2 separate regions of the Gossypium hirsutum genome follow, and region 1 is linked to region 2. Evidence: chromatin contacts called from public Hi-C data. All regions are on one chromosome and are shown on one strand. The core of a region is the stretch at or near the end of the contact, and the rest is flanking DNA. Distances in the headings are between cores, read along the strand shown. Region 1 holds the start of LOC107921997 (ABC transporter B family member 26, chloroplastic). Region 2 has its middle 11 kb from the start of LOC107921854.

Evidence for each region. Hi-C and Micro-C count contacts between places; a contact is called where the count stands out from the background.
Region 1: a Hi-C map of leaf shows a contact between it and region 2, with 2.8 times the contacts expected there. The contact joins the promoter of LOC107921997 here to the enhancer-like site in region 2. A contact is called at or near these places in 7 of 34 Hi-C or Micro-C datasets (anther, leaf, petal and 1 more).

What each region holds. Positions count from the first base shown.
Region 1 is chrD01:51,284,395-51,287,707 of Gossypium_hirsutum_v2.1, forward strand. It overlaps LOC107921997 (ABC transporter B family member 26, chloroplastic), which reads right to left and starts at 1,393. Exons shown (of 18, transcript XM_016851805.2): 1 at 805-1,393; 2 at 541-668; 3 at 214-256; 4 at 1-16. The coding sequence starts at 1,254. LOC107921998 reads left to right here and starts at 1,793. Exons shown (of 4, transcript XM_016851806.2): 1 at 1,793-2,342; 2 at 2,483-2,635; 3 at 2,817-3,022. The coding sequence starts at 1,851.
Region 2 is chrD01:51,167,888-51,170,866 of Gossypium_hirsutum_v2.1, forward strand. No RefSeq gene overlaps it. Among protein-coding and RNA genes, the nearest start is that of LOC107921854, 11 kb to the left of the region's middle. Within about 2 kb of position 1,349, at least 7 of the 9 cell types and tissues checked have an H3K27ac peak or open chromatin away from gene starts, as enhancers often do. A contact at or near this core is called in leaf, where this site is marked.

The DNA.
Region 1 (3,313 bases), core at 143-2,642, 120 kb after region 2:
CTCTCATTCGCTTAACCTGTTGATATTACATGAACAAGTCAGGCTTAAGTCACTCCAAGGAAAGAAATGTTGATCATCACTAAATACACACTCAAAAATGGAAATTAAAAATTGAATAATGGTTCCCATGAAACACCCCCAAACACAGGGCCCTATGTGAAAACCAGACAAGGCATCGGAGATTAAACAGTAAAAGCATGATAAGAAACTCACCAGGATCATATTTGCAATGCCAAAGCAGCATCCTCGCAGACCACTGAAATTCAAGCAAACACAGCAAAGCCTAAGCAGCTGTTACCTTTTCCTTCATGAAAGCTCAAATTCCAATAAAAATAGTTAAAACTTTTACAATCACTGGAAACTAAGCAATGGTGAATCCTTTCAAGCATCAATACAGGCAAACAATTAAAGGAAAAAAATCATTGACTAATAGAAGCATGACTTCAGTTTAGCTTAGTTGCGACCACAAGAAAAGGAGAATCCCATGTTTAGTATTGCAACTTTATATAGAAGGGAGATTTGACCATACTAGATTTTGACCTGCATATTCCTGCGGTAACACATATCATAATCAGATGGCGTACATTCCTGTGGAACACTGCTATTTCATGACTCTGTGCCGAAAATATTGTTGCGGTCAAGTAATGCGGGATAGATATTTCCGAAAGCTGAACCAATACATGCACCAAACAGTTGATCAGAAAACAAAAACTAAAAATCTCACCGGAAAGTAAAGTTATAATTTCAACAAACAAGATAATAACTAATAAATTATCAGAAATCATTAACCACAATGGGTCTTACAGCAGCCACAATAAGGGTAGAAAAAGCAGCGAAAATGACCAAGCGATCTTTAGCAATCAATTGCCACATTCGACTAAGCGCCCTCCAAACCGTCACTGGTTTGGCCATGAATTTAATCTCCACATCATCGGAGAAGCTCCACCAGCTCCCTCCTGGTAAAACCGATCGAAGAAAATCAATCCATTTCCGAATTCTGTCTCGCAACTCGACATTCTCTACGGAATGCTCTTCCTCAAAATGATCTAGATTCGTCTCTAGCGAGAATCCGTTAATCGAAGACGATTTTAAAGGAGCTAAGCGATGGCTAATCCTCTTAAAACAAATCGAGACCTCAGGACTCCTGGAAAATCGGAGAGTCCGGCGGTTAACGAAATGAAACAGTCGCTGGTAATGAGCCGAAGAACGATAGCCAGGATGTAACTTCGCGTTGCAGCAAAGAGGAAGCGCCATTGGACGGAGTAATAATGGAGGGAGTTTGTTTGGGGATAAAGCTAAATGTTTTTAAAATCTTTAGCTTCTGGCCCATGTGCACTTGCCAAGAAACGCCTCCGATTTTAAGGCAGGGGAAATAAATGACAATTCACAATTGTCACAAATTCTCGCGCGTGCTTAACTGCGCGCGTTGGAAGATTTTTTTCCTGTTTTGTTATGAACGTTTTCTGTGAAGTGGATGGTCTCGTCGTGTTGAATGCCACACCGTTAGATCCGCCCCAATAAAACGACAGCGTTGCCTGGAGTACATGGGAGAGATTATTTCCGATGACGTGTTTGAACGGATTAAGCTTTTTGGTCTCCACACACGACACTCGTCTTACGTAGTAACGTAGCGCCCCGTTAACATTCTTTTGACGGTATCACCCTCATGGATTTCAAATATTATCTTCAAACATTATTAAAATTTAACGCGAATGGAAGGATAATTTAGTCATTAAGATAGAAAGAAACAACCTTCTAAAAATATCTTCACGTTCACGGCGGCTTTGTTTACTGGAACCCGGTACATATTATTACCCTTCTTTTCTCTCTCTCGGGATCGGACTCCAGCCATGGCTGTGGTTCTTGGAAATTTGGCTTTGTTACTAGACGTGACGTCTGCGAGGACCGTTACGACGGACCGAAAATCTCGTCCCTTGGCGATCGACGTCGTTTTGAACCTGCAGAAGAGGGATCCTCATTTCTCCCACGTTTCTCTTCCCAACAAGAGCCAACTCGACTACTGGGACGGGGAGAATCGGGCACCCCGGGCCGTGGCTCGTGGCAAAGCGAATTCGAAAGTAAAGGCGGTGGATTTTGACGCGGCGTCCAGTGACGACGATGAAAACGGCAACGGATTTGAGGAGGAAGAGGAGGAGTACGATTGGGAGAACGAAATGAGGAAGAGAGTTAAAGAAATTGAGGAGATGAGGGAATTGGAGAAGAAAGCAGAGGAGCTGCAGAGTAAAGCGGAAGCAGAGGAAACTGAAGGTGAAGATGAAGGTGCAGATAGAGAAGAAACCGAGGAGGAAAAGAGGATGAGAGTGAGAAAAGAGCTCGAAAAGGTTTTGCCTTCGTCTCTCTTCCCTTGCTACATAAATAGAACTAATCCTCTACTTCTTTTTTCGGTTTTCGTTCCAATTTTGTATTAGAGATTCAAAGTTTAAAATTTTTTAATCAGATATAGATGCCTGTGTGAGAACAGGTGGCTAAGGAACAGGCAGAGAGGAGAGCTACGGCACAATTGATGTTCGAATTGGGCCAAAAGGCTTACGGAAAAGGCATGTACGGACGTGCCATTGAATTTCTTGAAGGTGCTCTCACGATCATTCCCAGGCCAACATTATTTGGCGGTGAGGTTGGTTGATACTTGATATTACCCTATAAGATAAGGCGGAAATTTGAGGAACTTCGATGGCCCTGTATTGAAATCCATGTTTGAACCAAACCCCCCCCCGGCCCCCAAAAAAAATAAAAAATAAAAAAAAATTGCCAAAGACTAATAGACTCTTTTTTTTTCGCCCTTTTGCGGGTATCAGATTCAAATATGGCTGGCTATGGCTTATGAGGCGAATAACCGCCATGCGGACTGCATTGCTCTGTACCAGCAATTAGAGAAGAAGCACCCTAGTGTGAGCATTCGACGGCAAGCTGCTGAACTCCGCTACATTTTGCAAGCACCCAAACTCAAGATATCCCAGGAAGAGATGGTTACAATACCGCTGATTGGTTCTAGTTACGACAGGTATATGCTTTTGGCCTTTTGGATATATATAAAATAATGGTGCAATAGACTTTAATAACACTTGCTTTTATGATGATTGACCAGCAGTTCATTTCAGTTCTCTTTTTGCATCTAAATTGGAATATTTTAGTTGTTGCCCTGTTGTTTTGCGATTAAGCTACTGCACATATTTTAATTCTCAGCCAGTCTCATCTGTTCAACTGGCAATGGCGTCTGATACTATTGAGTTCTGAGAATATTATAGGGGTTCTAGTCCATGTCCGTACTTCATAGGTTCTAGATACTTTATGA
Region 2 (2,979 bases), core at 99-2,598:
GCGCATACGTTAAAAGCTAAATACTATATTGAAACTGACTTTCTCAATGTAGGATTAGGGAGTATACCTTCATATACTTGACGAAGTATTTGGGCTTCAAAAGGAATTCTACAGGATGGAATGTGGTGGCGAGTGGGAACAAGTACTAACATCTCAATTACGAAGGCTACTTGGGTTCTAGGCTTTTGTTAATTACAAAGTATGAATGAGTGATCTTATCCCAGATTCAATGATGGTGGCAGATATAATTGAAAGGGATTCAAGGCAGTGGAATGAAGGGCTAATTCATAATACCTTTTCTAAGATTGATGCTGAAAGAATTTTAAGAATTCCTTTGGTGAGGATTGCACATGAGGATTTTCAAGTGTGGAAAGGAGAGGTCTCTGGTGACTATTCTGTCCGCAGTGCTTATAAATTGCTTCTACAACAATCAATGGACCCTAACCTTCTACTTGAACAGACAACATACAGACAGTTTTACAAAAAATTATGGGGCCTACAACTACCCACCAAATTGAAAATTACATTCTGGAGATGCTCGAAGAATTATATCCCTACTCTATGTAATTTATATTACAAGCGGTTATCAAACGAAACTGTTTGTTCTAAATGTGCAGATTCAACAGAGACTTTAAAGCATGCTTTTAGGGACTGCCCTGCGATCAAGGAGATTTGGCGACAATTACAATGTGCATGGCTTAGCTAATTTGAAAATCTGTGTTTTCTGGATTGGGTTACCTGGTTCTTTGAAAATTTCAGGGCTAGTGATTCAGGGTGCAAATGGAAGAGTCCTGGGTTCTAGAACTGTTCTCAATGATAACATACCTTCGGTTTTTACAGCAGAGGCCCTGACTTGTATTTAATGTCTTCAAATGGGACTGGATTTGGGTTTCACTACCGTGGAGATAGAAGGTGATGCCTTGTCTGTCATAAAAAAAGCACAGCAGAAGGATAATGACAAATCAAAAATCCATGCCTACATAAAAGACTGTCAAGGGCTTAGCAGGAGTTTTCAAATATGCAAGTTCAAATACGGGGAATGTTAAAAAATGGAGTGGCTCATCTACTTGCGACGGAGGGTTTGAGACAAAAGAAACATTGGAATATGAGGAGGTCGAGAGAGAACGATTATGCAGCTTGCCGATCTGATGGGTGAGTAATCTGTCATGAAAATTGGAGAGATGGGGGATCTAAAGAGATGGAGGAAGCAGATGAACAGTTCTTGAAACTTTGAAAAGAGAAACCATTAAAGTTGGAAGCTTTTTCTGTTTGTGTTTTCAGGAGTCGTGCTAATATTAATTGTACCTGTTACAATTTGGAGGCTTTCAGAGCATCTCCTGCCTTTTCGCGGGGTTGGGTCATATAATTGGGCCTACTTTTTTGCCTTTTATTGGGCTACATTGTGTTTGGTGTTCTAATAATAATACCCAGCAAATTATTAAAAAAAATTAAAATCAATAATAGAATATGTGTTTGAATTCAATTAATGGCAGTTGAATGAATCATAATGAGAAGTATATTATTTAAAGGTATAAATATATAAAGAAAGTGGTATTTTATTTAATACTTTTGAAGCTAATAAATAAATATTTTTAAAAATATTTATAGAAAATAATAATTAAAAAATTAGTAGTGTATCAACAACATTTTTATTATAAATATAATAAACAATTAAACTCTGTTAAAACTATTTTTTGTAAAAAAAATATTAAAAAAATAAAATATACATTAAAAATTTTATATTATATAATATTTAAATTTATTAAATAAAATATTAAAATGATAGAAACTTTATATTAAATAATAACTAAAATTATATTTATAATAATTATTTTAAAATAAAGTGGGGTACAATAATAATTTTACCCTTGAAAGGAGTTCCAGTTGATTCAGAGTGACTACTACTAGAAAAAATAGAAATAGACATTAGAAGTTTTTTTTACGCAATTTAAAATCTTTTATGTTTACGGGGTTTTATTTAGAGAATAGTCTGTTAAAAACTTAGTAGAAACTTGAAATAATAAGGGAGCAATGCCTACTTGAAGTGTCATTGCGATAGAAAATAGGAATGAAGACAACGAAATATTTATTTAGTTCGATTTCCCTATGTTTACGGGGCCTTGTCTAAAGATGGAAAAATCTAAAACACCCGATGGATTCTTAGAGCGTATTATTTTTGCTTGAAAAGTGGATGTAGGGTGGAGCGGGATAGATTTTTTTCTTTTGGATAGTGGGTATGGAGTGGTTATCGTAATTGCTTCCCTCACCCCGGCCCGCTCTATTGTATGAAATTACCATTTTATCCTTTTATATATAAAATATTAAAGGGTAAAAATGTAATAACATAATATAGAAAAATATATTTTATGTTTAATTTTTTTTGAAGAATTATGTTTATATATTTACTTGAATTTAAAAAGATTGGAAAAATTAAAGATAAGTTGCAAAAATTAAATTGAAGCGGAGCCAGGTGGGGCGGGGATGGATGCATCCAATATCCATGAAGGTGGTAGTTGTTTTCAAGATTATATATCCATAATGGAGAAGGGCAGGTGGTGGTGAAGATCGTGCCAATTGTGGAGTAGTAGTGGATTTAGCAATATTCGCCCACACCCTGCTCCATTGCCATCCCTAGCTTTGCCCGAAAATAATCTCTATCTTTCAACCTCGTACAACAAGTGATTTAAGTTCTATCACACACTAATATAACAAACCTCAGTTCTACATGTAAGATCTAGATCACTCTCCCCTAAATTTTTCGTTTGAAAACTTAGTGTATAAACCAAGTGACTCACTTGTTTACTTACAAAATGCATTCACAATAACAGATTCCTATTGAACAAATTAAATGCTCAACTCTCCACACTTCTAACTTACACAAACCTCTAATATATAAGAGTTTTAAGGATTATTGTAACACCCTATACCTGACCCGATTACTAGATCCGGATATAGGATGTTATAACACTTAACTACTTA